Linked DNA regions of Sus scrofa: region 1 is linked to region 2. A link is a contact called in public Hi-C data. All regions are on one chromosome and are shown on one strand. The core of a region is the stretch at or near the end of the contact, and the rest is flanking DNA. Distances in the headings are between cores, read along the strand shown. Region 1 overlaps RIMS3 (regulating synaptic membrane exocytosis protein 3). Region 2 overlaps KCNQ4 (potassium voltage-gated channel subfamily KQT member 4).

Region 1 (6,929 bases), core at 2,878-5,377, 190 kb before region 2:
AGGCACTGGTGCCCACCTGGACAGCAGCTGGCCAACCCAGTCAGGGTTTGAGTAGCTCGGGGAAGCTCCAACCAGACAGGGGTGGAAAGAAAGCAGAGAGGCAGGGGCGGCATCCAGAGCAGGCAGGCCGCCCCCCGAGGGCAGTGGCAGAGCGCAAGAGGCTGGGGGGCTTGGGAGGTGGAGTATTGCTTGTGCAGAGCTGGTGATGGTGGCGGTCTAGAGTTCAGAGCCAGGCTGTCCATGGAGCCGGGAGGCTGGAGCCCAAGCGAGTCTGAGCTCCCAGACAGGGAACCTGGTCTGGAAATGAGCCAAAAAAAAAAAAAAACACACACGAAAAACAGAGCCCGCAAAGGTGAGCTTCATGCAGCTAATCCCCAAAGGGCAGTCAGGATTCTCAGAGCAGGTCAGCCCCACCCTCGGCACCTTCTCAACGAGCCAGGCTCCAACAGGGCCTGGGAAGGACACGGGTGCCTCCAGGGGCTGCCTGCTTTGGCAGATGACATCCCCGCGGGGCCAACCTCTTGCTTGTCAAGAACCCCCCAGTCCAGCCCTCCTGGGTCCACGGAGGGAGATCCTTTGGCAGGCCGGAGGCTTGGAGGGCGAGAGGAGGCGAAGGGCAATGCGGAGCGAGGGGCTGGCTCCTCCCTCCAAGATGCCTGGCCAGCAACCCTGGGATCTGACACCTCCTCGGATCTCCCTTGCAGGAAGGAGGTGGTACCAGCCCCAGGGAGAAGGCCATCCCAGCATCTTCTGCTCCCTGGGCCCCAGCCAGGGCACCAGGTGAGATGCTGCCGTGCATTCGGGGGAAAGAGCAGCCAGGTCCTTGGGTGGAGAGGAAGGGTGTCGGTTCCTGGAGGTCCAGGGTGGCCAGCTGCGGTGATGCTACATTCCTCCGAGAGCAGCAGTGCCGGGAGAGGCGGAGGTGGAACAGAGGCCGAGACAGAAAACTAAGCAGGGGCCACCAAGGACAGGCACGGGGGGACACACAGGCACTGCCCTGAGCCTGGACCAGGCAGGGTGGACCAGCAGCTCCATCCCCCACTTCCACCCCTGGACTCAGGCGTGCGGTGGGGAGTCACAGTCACACAGCACTCCTTCAGGGATCTTTGCAACGAGACACGGAGACACAGATGTCGGCCCATGTCGTCACCAAGACTGCTGCACTCAGACAGATGAACGGATCTAACGTGGTCACACAGACACACACACACACACACACTGCCCGCTGGACAGGCCCACTAGCCCACAGGCATGCAGCAGGGCAGGGGGTCTAGAAAGACCTGAAGACTATTTACAGGGAAGGAGGTGGGGGGGCGGCAACACCCCTTCTCACGCGCGTCCTGGCTCCCTCCTGAGGTCCTTAGGAGCAAGAGGGGCTGGTGGCACTCTCCAGAGAGGACTGGGACAAGCGCCTGGTCAGGGAGCCGAGCGTAGAGTCTGCCACCGAGGACGTGGGGAAGAGTTTGTACCAGCCGGTGACCGTGGCGCTCAGGTCCAGCTCGTCCAGCATGATCTGGGCCATGCCCATGAAGCACTTGTGGTCCATGCGGCCGTAGTCTCCCCAGACGATCACCTGCCGGTGGGCAGGAAGAGAAGGGCTAAGCCACCGCTCCAACTCCGGGGCTGGGCGCCAGGCCCAGGAACCGAGTAGAAGTTTGCCAGGGCAGATGGGTCAGAGAGAGGCAGAATTCAGACTGACTTTGGGCACCAACCTACCAGGCACTTGAAGTAAATGCCAGGTGCAACCCTCCAGACCTGGTACGACTTAGCTCAATTATTACAGCCATCCAGGTACAGATACAATGCATTATTTCCACAAAGAGGAGATGCAGCTCAGAGAGGTTAGTTAACTAACCCCAAAATACACTGTAAGGGGTGGCAGAGCTGGGGTTAGCAGCTGGGTCTGACTGCCAGAGCCTCCCAGCATCCCAGATGACAGCCTTCCCGAGGGAGGAGCAGACTGAGAGTCCAGGACCTAGAGCCACAGCACGGCAGCGCCGGCTGGAAGACGACGGCAGTCAAGAACCCTGTTGCTTCCTACCAGCGGGGCGACCTTGGTTCAGGGGCAGTCGAGTCATCCCCCTGGACCAGGGTTTCCTTACGAATCAACTGGGGGCAGCAACACCTCACCAGGTGGTGACAATAAGTGGGTAAGGCAGATTCATGTGCCTGGCACAGGAGAAATCGTAAATGAAATACATTTTCTTTCCTATTTTTTTTTTTTTTGGTCTTTTTAGGGCCACATCCACAGCATATTCCCAGGCTAGGGATCAAACTGGAGCTGCAACTGCCAGCCTACGCCACTGCCATAGCAACACCAGATCCTAGCCATATCTGCGGCAACCTACACCACAGCGCACGGCAATGCTGGACCCTTAACCCACCGAGCAAGGCCAGGGATCGAACCCATGTCCTCATGGATACCAGTCAGGTTTGTTACCACGAACCTGAGCCACGACGGGGAACTCCCTGAAATGCATTTTCAGTTACAGTTTGCAGTCTTTGAGAGCTGCCCCAGCCCCCTGGCCGCTCACCTGCAGCACCTTGCCCTGGGGCCCCTCGTCAAAGAGCAGAGTCTGCTGGTACAGAGGGTCACAGGTCTTCTTGGCCGCCTTTGTCTTCTTCTTGGCCAAGCAGGCTCCATTCTCAAGCAGGTAAACCTTGACGTAAGTGGCTGAGGGATGGAAGAGCACATGACGGGGAGGCCTCAGCAGCTGCTATGAAGGGGCCGGTGGGCGTGAGCAAGGGTGGGTCGGATGAGCCGACCGGTGGACAGCAGGTTGAATGGGACTCCCCCCTCCTCCAGGCAAATCCGTGACGCCAGTGTAGAGAATACTGCCCCTGGGGAGCTGGGACTCATGAGACCCGGCGCTCAGCTGAAGAGCCCTCCCTGGCAGAAGCCATCTCCTAGCTGCCCTGCCTCACCTGGGAGGGATTTGGAGCCTGGTTTGGGGGTCAGACCCCGAGCCTCAATCACTTCCACCTCCAGCTGGCCGCTCCGGTCCATGATGGCCACGTGCACATCCCCTGCAAGGCAGAAGAGGGGGAGTCCAGGCGGAGCCAGAGCAAAAGGGGCAGGCCGGCCAGCCCCCGTGCAGAGTGCCCGTCTGCAGAGCGTGCCACAGCCCTGGAAAGGGTGTGAGATGGGCAGAACTGTAAGCGCAGGAGCTGCTCTCAGGAGACCAGTTTATTCTTTTAAGGGCTGCACTCACGGCACATGGAGGTCCCTGGGCTAGGGGTCGAATCAGAGCTGCCTCCGCCGGCCTATACCACAGGCACAGCAATGCAGGATCCGAGCTGTGTCTGCGACCTACACCACAGCTCATGGCAACGCCAGATCCTTAACCCACTGAGCGAGGCCAGGGATGGAACCTTCATCCTCATGGATGCTAGTCACATTCGTTAACCACTGAGCCAGGACGGGAACGCCAGGAGACCAGTTTAAAGCGGCTGGAAAATGCTCTGATAGGGCCCTTGGGGTGCAGTGGGGCGTGACCCTCGAGGGACATGCTTGGGGTTACCGCAAATGTAAGCCTGGCTCTGGGGTGGGGGTTTCTGTTTGGCTGAGCAGATTCAGGGCTTCCAGGACACAAGGCACATCCTGGAAACGAGGGCCTGCTCGCACCCTTGAGAAAGGACGGCCAGGAAGGCCAGCAGATGTCCCCAGAGCGGGGAACCCAGAAACGCCCCCACAAATGGGATCATCCGGCTGGAGCGAGTCTGCCTGGAGGAGCCATGTCAGCCATTCAATTTCGAGAACTCTAAGCTTTGTTGGACGCAGGTTAGCAGAAGTCGAAATTCTGCACTAGTCACTTGGGACACCCTTCCATGGGATGCAGAATCATAAGCCTGGTGCAGAAAAATGAAAATAGGCCAGACTTTGGGCTCAGCCACCCATTTTAGATTCTCTGAGCTGTCGTGCAATTGTTTGTATTCAGGCACTTTGGAAGAGGAGACTTTCCTACTTCCAGGAGGCCTCTCGGAATTCATCCTTCTCCTCTAGCTACTGCCGACCTCGGCCCGGGGAGGCGGGGTGGGGCGGTCTCAGGAATTCACCTCCAGGTGGTACATCCCTAACTAGGCGAGCCACTGCAAACCTTCCCGGTTTGCGACACCAGGGGGCACCACACGCAAGGGTTCCAGGCTGTGACGGCGCCTTAGCCTGGAAGTGGCTGGTTCCGCTCACTGCCTCTTAAAAGCCTGGAAACAAGAGCTGGGAATTAGCCAGTTTCAACCCAAGAGCCAGATGGGCGCTGACGCTTGCCATCGGAGGGTCCCTGTGGACCTCCCTGCCAGCAGACAGGCTCCTGTGTGCCCGCCTTAGAGGAAGACAGGGCCGGGCGGCGGGAAGAGGCTGGAATGGAAAGCCAGCTCTGCTTCGTGGCTCCCAGCAGGACCCCGTCTGCACTCAGCGTCCTCCTTTGCTGTGAGGTCAAAGGCCAGACGCTGTCTAAATGAGGGCTGAGTGCAGACGTCTGGGTCAGACGCTGCTCAGGTCAGACTGACGGGGGGGCGGGTTTGGTGGTGGTGAGGACGCATCTCTAGGAGGCACTGCTTGAAGCCAACACAGCCAGGGTCTGAGGGAGGGAGGGAGGCAGGGAGGGAGCCAGAACTGCAGCTACAAGGACCAAGAATAGACTAGGGAGTACTTCCCAGCGGCAGGGACGAGGGCTGAGAACATTACGAAAAGGCTTCTAGGTGCCAGGCACTGCGAGGAACTGTGTCCTACGTCACCTGCTACTTCCAAGGGGCAAATGAAACATTTCATGCAAAGCACTAGAGAGAGACCCAATACATGCTCTCCAGATTGCAGATCTAAGACAGGTACTATTCGTCCCACTTTACAGATGAGGAAACAGAGGCTCCAGGGCAGGAAGGGATGTGCCCAAGGTCCCACAGCGCATCCACGGTGGAGCACACTCCATGGATGTTGATGCTGCAATGATTTTTGTTCCCATTTTACGCCTGGCCCTTAGCACTGCCGGACGCCCGGTAGGCGGCGGGAGAGAGAGTGGGTGGTGATGTGAGGAGGGATGTGCTGGAAAAGCAGCTTCGATCCGGCAGAAAAGCTGGCACCCCTTCCTCTCTGATAAGGGAGGGCTGATGAGTGTTCCACCAGTTCCTTCTCACTGGCACAAAAGCCTGAGCGAAGGCTCCCTTCTGCCACTCACCTCGCCCTCGCAGGGACCCCCGGAGCCAGCCCCTCCTACTGTGTGGCTGCCATTGCCCCACGTGCCCTGCCCTTAAGAAGACTCACCCATTGGCGGCGTTGCCAGCGTCTGTCGCCCCACAATCTGAGCGGGTCCCAGCCCATCCAGGAAATCGCTGAACTGGCTTTCTGCCCCGAGCCGAGGGGTGGGGAAGATGAACCTGGAGGAGGCAGAGGGGTGCGTGAGGGTGTCTGGATGGGCCCCTGGGGCACTGGGCACTCCCTCTGTGCCTCCATCTGCCCTCCACGTAGTGCGAGTGTACCACTGTGGCTGGGGACGAACAACTCTTCATCACTGCACACTAAAGAAACATACTTTGGGAGTTCCCGTCGTGGCTCAGTGGGTTACGAACCCGACCAGTATCCATGAAGATGTGGGTTTGATCCCTGGTTTTGCTCAGTGGGTTAAGGATCCTGTGTTGCTGTAGCTCTGATTTGACCCCTAGCCTAGGAACTTCCACATGCCACAGGTGTTGCTAAAAAGAAAAAAAGAAAAGAAAAGAAACATACTTTGATGTCACTTAAGAGACAAACCTATGTAATCATGGTATTTAATCCTCAAGCACCAGGATTTCTCTCTCTCTCTTTTTTTTTTTTTTTTTTTTTTTTTGAAGGGCCGTACCTGCAGCATATACCCATGTTTCCAGGCTAGGGGTCGAAGTGGAGCTGCAGCTGCTGGCCTACACCACAGCCACAGCCACAGCAACACTGGATCAACAGCTCGCAGAGTGGCTGTACTAAAGGAGACACTGTTTTTGGCCTGAGAGCGACTAGTAAGACCCCAGAGTTAGCGGCACTGATCTGAAGTGTCCAGCGATGCCCTGCGCAAGGTAAGATGCAATAAATGCCAGCACCTGAGCACATTCATGGAAGTAGGCATAACAGCGAGACACATGATCATAGATCTTAAATAACGGAGCCACAGAATCCTGAAGTCACCAGGCCCTGCCTAAGCTGATTCAGAAACTCTTAGTCATATAACCAGAGCTTCATAGATTCAAAGAGATCAGAGGGACTGTCTAACCCGGATACTTCCCGATTTTTAACTGCAACCCCATGTAAATGTAGGTTGTATATTTAACATCTTAGACCTATGTGCCTCTCTTTATATATTTTAAAAAACCCCAAAGTTCACAAGGTAATTCCACATTCCTCTACAGGATATATTTGAATCTTCTGTTTCCTTTTCTAACGCTGGTTTTGACCCACTAAACTGATTTTACTTCCTGCCTGTGAGTCACCACCCACAGGCTGAAAAACACTGATCTGGAGTTCCCACTGTGGCTCAGTGGTAAAGAACCCAACTAGTATCCGTGAGGATGCAGGTTCGATCCCTGGCCTTGCTCAGTGGGTTAAGGATCCAGCATTGCTGAGAGCTAAGGTGCAGGTCACAGATGCAGCTTGGATCCCACATTGCTGTGGCTGTGGGGTAGGCTGGCAGCTACAGCTCTGATTCGACCCCTAGCCTGGGAACTTCCATATGCCGTGGGGCAGCCTGAAAAAGACCAAAAAAAAAAAAAAAGAGAGAGAGAGAGAAAGAAAAACACTGATGATCTGATCTGGTCCCACCTCCTTCCCAAAGCTCCAAGCCAGCCACCTGTGAGAACTCCATTCATCTGAGCCCAAACAAGGATTCCAGATTTTAAAAGGTTCTAGGATCCAATTTCCCTTTCCAACCCTCTCCTCCGGAGCCAGGCAGTGGGTGGGGCTGGGAGGTGGG
Region 2 (6,965 bases), core at 2,323-4,822:
GCATCTAAATGGAGTGTTGATCGGGCAGAGGGATGCGGAGTTTGGGGGAGAGGTACGGTCTGGAAATATAGGTTTGGTGTCAACAGTGTGTAGAGGATCTGAAACTCTGGAAATGAAGACATTACTTAGTGAGTGAGAGTAAACAGAAAAAAGAGGTCCCAGGAGCGGGCCTTGGGTCCTGCAGTGTTTAAAGGTTGTGGAGATCAAGGCGGAACCAGTCAAGGAGACAGAGAAGCAGAGGTCAGTGGGGTAGGAGGAGGACTGGGGGAGGGTGACGTTTGGGAATCCAAATGAAGAAAGCGCAGCGGGAAGGGCTGATCAGATGTGCCCCTCACGGCTCGTAGGTCACAAGTATAATGGAGGGTGACAGGGATCCTTGAACTGGCAACCTAGAGGTCATTTGGGATCTTGACCACAGTTTTGGTGAAATGGTGGGAATGAAAACCTGACTGGAGAGGTTTAGGAGAGAAATGGGACGGGGAGGGTAGGGATAACACTTTCAAGAGTTTTACTGTAAAGTGGAGCAGAAAAACAAGGTGGAACCAGCTCCAGCCTTGTCCCCTTATAACTCACATGCCCACTTGTGTCTCTCCCTCGCCCTTTTCTGCCTCTCCTCCCTTGGGCGGCTCTTTTATTTGTCATGCTTGGGTGTGATGCCTTTGCTCGCCAGGTGGGAAAACCCTCAGAACAGCAGCCAGGTACCTGCATTTAACGAGGTCCCCATTTGGCAGAGTAAGCGGGTCCCCTCCCTCAGATTGCCTGTTCCCTGCAGTGCAGGAAGTCTCCCCTTTCAGCAAGCAACCTCGAAATCTTGTAGGATAGAAGGGGGCGGGGCAGGGTCCCCGCCTTTGACAGTTCCCTTTCCTCGCAGGGTGGACCAGATTGTGGGCCGGGGTCCCGGGGACCGGAAGGCCAGGGAGAAGAGCGACAAAGGGCCCTCCGACATGGAGGCGGTGGATGAAATCAGTATGATGGGACGCGTGGTCAAGGTGGAGAAGCAGGTGAGTGTGGGCGGGAGTGGCGCTCGGGCGGCAGAGCTAGTTGTTGGCCGAGAAGCTCTGGAAGGCCCCAGGGTCAAGCCCAAGGGGAGGGTGCCCTTCTCAGAGCCGCAGCCCAGAGGCATCTGCCCCGCAGATAAGCCCCGCTTCCCAGTAAGCCCGTCCACTCCTGCTAACCTACCCCAGTAAACCCCACCCTCTCCAACCAAGCCCCGCTCGAGGTCTCAGAAAAGCCCGTCTAAATCCCATCTACTTCATTGAACCCCGCCCCAGCTGTCCCCATCACCCGCACCGTTCCAACCCAACACAACTAAATTCTGTTCGGAGTTGGGGTCGGAGGGAGTAAATCCCGGGTTCCCGGCTTCGTCCCTCCGGCGAAACGCCCTCGGGCTTTGCCGTGGCACCTCCTGCGGGAGGAGCCGCATCTCCCACTCGCGGTCCTTCCCCGACAAGCCCCGCCTCCTCGCCGCTCTCGTTCCACCCATTTCGGCGCTTTGCCCAAGCCCCGCCCCGCCATCGCCCCGCCCAGTCCCGGCCAAGCCCCGCCCCAAGTCCCACCTCCAGTCCCGGCCAAGCCCCGCCTCCAGCCCGCCCCGCCCCCAGGTGCAGTCCATCGAGCACAAGCTGGACCTGCTGCTGGGCTTCTACTCGCGCTGCCTGCGCCCTGGCACTTCGGCCAGCCTGGGCGCCGTGCAAGTGCCGCTCTTCGACCCGGACACCACCTCCGACTACCACAGCCCCGTGGACCACGAGGACCTCTCCGTCTCCGCACAGACGCTCAGCATCTCCCGCTCGGTCAGCACCAACATGGACTGAGGCGCTTCTCGGGGGCGGGGAAGCACACGGCCAGCCCCGGGGCCTGCCGCTCGGACTCGCCCTCTGAGGCCTCTGGACTCCTCTCTTACTTGAACTCGCTCCCTCGTGGGAGAGAGGCCACACGCAGTGTTGAGCTGCCTGGGTGGGCGAGATCCCCGATGTGGGTGCCAGCGACCCACCCCACCTCAGGAGCCTGAGATGCCAGGCCGCACGGAGGGCAGCAGCGGCGCTGTCCCGCGGCCTCTAGGCCCCGCAGTGCCCCGCCTGTTCCACCAAGGCCCGACATGGCCTGCCTGGCAGGGGCACTACCCCGGGAGTGGGAGCAAGGCGCTGGGGCCCTGGGCCCTGACCCCGCTTCCAGCTATGCAAGGTGAGGTCTTTGGCCCGCCCTTCACCCTTCGGACAGAGCAGGGAAGCCCTCCCGCCAAGTCCCTGCCCCTCTTGGGGGCGGGCCCAAGGTGCCCACACAGGTACCCACAAGCACAGGACCCTGCCCCAAGGCAGGTGGGCACCATATATGCAAACTATGTTAAATATGCAACTTTGGGGACCCCCATGGGGTCCCTCTGCCCCTCTCCCGCTGGGAGAAGGGGCCCCAGCAGTAGCTGGTCTCAGGCTGCTTGGCCATGACCCCATCCGCGTTCTTTGGCTTATCACCCCCTCCCCTTCCAGCATGGGGCCTGCGTCCCCCCCGCCTCCCCAGGGGCAGTGCCTGGGCCTTTCTTCCCATTAGCAGGTGTCCTCTCCCAGGGGCTCCCTCTTCCTGGCAGAGGTTCCCCCTCCTCTGACCCTAGACACCCCGGCAGCACAGGTCTCTGTACTCTCCCACCCCACGGACCATGTTCCCCCGGTCACACAAACATGTCCCTCCAGGCATGCAGGAAGTCCCTCACACTCACGCGGACACACACAATCACTCACACTTGGAGACTTGAGCACAGAGCCCCTCAGCCTCTCCTGGGCCTTGGCCGCTGATGCCAGTGGACTGGCCTTGCAGGGCGAGGTCAGCTACAAGGAGCCCCCCACACCATCCGGGTAGGAGAGGGAGCTCGGATGGGACCCCAGGTGTCTCCAGGCCCCAGCCCAGAACTTTACCAGCTCTCCTTTCTCGAGAAGATCGACTCCTCACGGGTCCAGGAGCCCTAACTGCTGCCTCTGCCTGCCCCCGAGGGCCCTGCTGGGCGTCCCCACAGCACAACTCAGGCCTAGGCCTCTGGGGCCTGGACAACACTGGAAAGACCCCAGACCCTTCCCCAGGGTGGTTAGCGGGCCCGCTTCTCTCCAGGCTTGCCCTCTTTCCAGTCACTCCAACTAACAACCAGAGAGAATAATAACGCATCCCGCAAGTCCCGCTTGTCAGGCACCACCTGCGCGTGTGGCGCTCACATGCACTCTTTCCCTCCTCCCACACCCCACTCTGCACTTCAGTTGGCAGCCCCCTGACCACAGAAGCCCCTGTCCACTCCAGGCCCCCAGCACCTCTTCGGCCTCCCTACGCCTCTGTTGCTCTTCTGCAAAGCCAAGGCAGGTGGCCGGAGGGGGATGGGTAGTGGACCAAGGGCCACCCTTTGTGGGGTGCCAGAGAATAAGGGGCTCAGGCCCAGCTGCCTGCATCTCATGACTGGGGACCTGCATGCACCCGTGCCAGGGCTGGGGTTGGATCTTGCTCAGCCCCACGGTGCCCAGCCTCTGCCTCCACATGCCCTCTGCATGTGACCATCATGCCCTGGATGGAGCCTGTCCTGGCTCACGTCACCTGCACCGCACTGTCCCCCGAGAGCCACGCCTCCGCCCCCGAGGGACAGAGCTGTGGAGAGGGCGGGGATGGGATCATCCTGTGACCAAAGGACCCTTGGCAGAAGCCCTCCCCCTTCCAGGACCCAGGCTTCCCACCCGGTTCTCGGATATGCAAGTACCTCACTTTGTTAACTTATTAACTTATTGATTTCATTAAAGTTTTCAGTAGGAGGCGGTTGGTCTTGGCTCTTCAGTGCCCATGGACTGGGGCCCTTGGTCTGTGGGTGGGGACGAGGAGATATGGATGAGTCAGGTTGTAAACAGCAGAAAATGCAGCCTGAAATGCCTTAAGCCAAAAAAAACAAAGCTCCTGTGGTGGCTGACTGGGTTAAGAACCCGACTAGTAGCCATGAGGATGTGGGTTCAACCCCTGGCCTCGCTCAGTGAGTTAAGGATCTGGCCTTTGCTGCAAGCTGTGGCGTAGATCAAAGATGTGGCTCGGTTCTGGGGCTGCTGTGGCTGTGGCATAGGCCAGCAGCTGCAGCTCCCATATGACCGCTAATCTGGGAACTTCCATATGCCGCAGGAGAGTCTGTAAAAAAAGAAAAGGGAAAAAGGAGGGAAAGAAAGAAAAGAAATGTACTGGCCCAGATAACTAAAGAGTCCAGGGGATAGATGAGGCTTCATGCATAGCTAGTTCTGGGTGCTGCAGTGTGTCAGAGGTCTCTGTCTTGGTCTCAGACCTCCACTTGGGCAGGCTGGCTCTCGTGATGCCCCGGCACTTCCAAGCTTCCTTTCTCTTGTCCTGTTATCCCAGTGGAAGTGCGTACCAGCTTCCTAATGGTTCGTATCAGTCAGGTTCCAGAGTCAGGAAGACAGAAACGACACTATAGGTTTTTCTTTCCTTTTTTTCTTTTTGTGGCCGCACCTGCGACATATGGACGTTCCCAGGCTAGGGGTCAAATTGGAGCTGCAGCTGCCGGCCTACACCACAGCACCCTCACAGACACTGTGTCGGGTTCTTAACCCCTGAGCCACTAGGTTTTTCAGCACAGAGAATTTAGGAGTTTCCTGGTGGTCTGGTGGTTAAGAACTCAAGTGTTGTCACTGCTATGGCGCTGTGGCTCAGGTTTGATTTCCTGGCCCACAAACTTTTGCATGCCATGGGCACAGCCAAAAAAAAAAAAAAAAAAAAAAGGACAGAGAAGACCATAAAGAATTTACTGGAGGGAATGCGTCCCACCGATGTAAGTGGGATGAAAAAGAACAGACAGAACGGGATAAATGAGAGGAAACCACTGCAGGAAGCAGCTCCCACGTCGAATGCTGCAGCAGTAGAGGGAAGAGGTTGGGGCCAGCAGAACCCATGGCTTAAACCCCAAAGCGCTAGGGCTCAGAGGTCTGGAGATGGGGCACCGTCTGCTGGTCCTCGTACCTCCTGGGAGCCACAGTGAACCTTGTCTGGGAGCAACTGCAGCTACCAGGCCCCTGCTGATGAGGTTAGTAACAAAAGAAGGAAAATCCCCACTCGTCTCGCCTCCAGTCTTTCCCCGGGCCCCTTGCTGTCAGAGCCGGCTGACCGAGGCGACGTGGTTTGCAGTCCCAGCTCCAGTTTCACAGAGCAAAGGACAGAAGGCTGCCTCTGGAACTAAAAGACAACGGCTTCGTAACTGACACTGGCCACCCCTTTGGACACCCAGGGTCAATTCGGATCAATCCACACACATTTGAAGTTCCATCTAGCAACCGTAGCTTCTGCCTAATAAGCTGAAGCTAGCCTACATCGAATGAAGACACTCCAAGCCCCCTCCTGGAAGTGAGGAAGACGAGATGTCCCCTCGTCCAATAGATGTATCCGGCTCTGGGGGTTAGTCACCGAATCCGTATTTGGGTGAGGTTCATTACTCTAAGTCAGTCACGGTTGCACCTGTGACAAGAGGCTAGACTGTAAAGTTAGCAATCACTTACGTCTTTAAATAAAATAATGAAGGAGTTCCCGTCATGGCGCAGCGGAAACGAATCCGACTAGGAACCATGAGGTTGCGGGTTCGATCCCTGGCCTTGCTCAGTGGGTTAAGGATTGGACTTTGCTGCAAGCTGCAGCGTAGATCGAAGATGTGACTCAGTTCTGGGGCTGCTGTGGCTGTGGTGTAGGTTGGCGGCACAGCTCTGATTCGACCCCTTGCCTGGGAACCTCTATATAGGTGCGGCCCTCAAAAGACAAATAATAATAATAATAATGAAGGAAAAAGAGGAGAGAAAAATCACTTAATGTCACCCCCAAGCCCCCAGCAGACACCAAGCAGGGAAGAACATGAGCGTAGCTGTAGACCTTCTGGTAACCGGTCACAAGGCCATAGGTTTTTCTTTTTTTTTTTTTGGCCGCCTCGTGGCATATGGAATTTCCGGGCCAGGGATCGTATCTGAGCCACAGGAGCAATCTAAGCTGCGGCTGCGTCGGCACTGGATCCCTAACCCACTGTGCAGACCAGGGATTGACCCTGCTTCCCAGGGCTCCCAAGATGCCACTGACCCCAATGCGCCACAGTGAGAACTCCCACAATGCCACAGTTGATAGATAGATGGTAGCGATTCCCGGATAGATACATTCAATTGAGGAATGTTTTTCTTTGCATATTATACGTATGTCACTAATTGAGTGGCTACATATGTGTGTGTGTGTGTGTGTGTGTGTGTGTGTGTGTGTCCCTTCTCCCCACCGTCCTGTGTCCCTTTGCCCACAGATAGGACCTCAGCTAGTTGCAGTTTGCTGCGTGGTAGAGTGACTCCACTAATCGTTCCTGGAGCATCAGTGGTCCTGCCCGGTCGGGTGTCGTGGCTTTTTGTTAACTTGTGTGCATGGGAAAGGGGACCCTTGAGGATCCCCCAGGTCCCAGACGTAGCCCTCCCTGCTCTTGGCTGTAGAGGCCTCCCAGTCAGGCAGCCACTACCTCTCCTCTTTCGTTGCCTGTGGTCTGAGGGGCACGAGAAGCCCAAACAGCCGAGTGGAGGTTTTAGCTTCAAAGGCGATGAAAACTGTGTGGCTTTCCTTCCCCTGAGAACTCAGGTCTCCACACCGGCAGAGGCCAGCGCTGCAGGGACGTGAAGCGAAATTTTCCTGAGTGGGTGCGGTAGCCTGAGTCATGACCAGCCAAAGACGCCAGGTCCGCATCTCTGGAATTTGGAAAATGTCACCTTAAAAGGAAAAAGGATTTTTGCAGACGTGATTAGGTGAATGACCTTGACATGGGGAGATTCTCCTGGGCGACCGGGGCCCTAAACCCCATTGCCAGTGTCCCTTTAAGAAACAGGCAGGAGGAGAGCTCACACACGGAAGAGGAGGAGGAACAGTGAAGACAGAAGCAGAGGTTGGAGTAATGGGGCCGAAGGAACACCAACGGCCACCCAGCTGGA

What was found. Hi-C and Micro-C count contacts between places; a contact is called where the count stands out from the background.
Region 1: a contact with region 2 is called in a Hi-C map of fetal liver, with 1.6 times the contacts expected there. The contact joins two enhancer-like sites. A contact is called at or near these places in 2 of 5 promoter capture datasets (fetal liver and liver) and 18 of 47 Hi-C or Micro-C datasets (alveolar macrophages, brain, embryonic fibroblasts and 11 more).

What each region holds. Positions count from the first base shown.
Region 1 is chr6:170,535,914-170,542,842 of Sscrofa11.1, reverse strand. RIMS3 (regulating synaptic membrane exocytosis protein 3) reads right to left here. Exons shown (of 9, transcript XR_002345277.1): 5 at 5,258-5,370; 6 at 2,926-3,027; 7 at 2,535-2,674; 8 at 1-1,573. Among named protein-coding and RNA genes, the nearest start is that of RIMS3, 33 kb to the right of the region's middle. Within about 2 kb of position 4,127, at least 10 of the 83 cell types and tissues checked have an H3K27ac peak or open chromatin away from gene starts, as enhancers often do. A contact at or near this core is called in fetal liver, where this site is marked.
Region 2 is chr6:170,342,953-170,349,917 of Sscrofa11.1, reverse strand. It overlaps KCNQ4 (potassium voltage-gated channel subfamily KQT member 4), which reads left to right. Exons shown (of 13, transcript XM_021096972.1): 12 at 872-1,001; 13 at 1,602-3,783. The coding sequence ends at 1,814. Among named protein-coding and RNA genes, the nearest start is that of CITED4, 22 kb to the right of the region's middle. Within about 2 kb of position 3,572, at least 2 of the 83 cell types and tissues checked have an H3K27ac peak or open chromatin away from gene starts, as enhancers often do. A contact at or near this core is called in fetal liver, where this site is marked.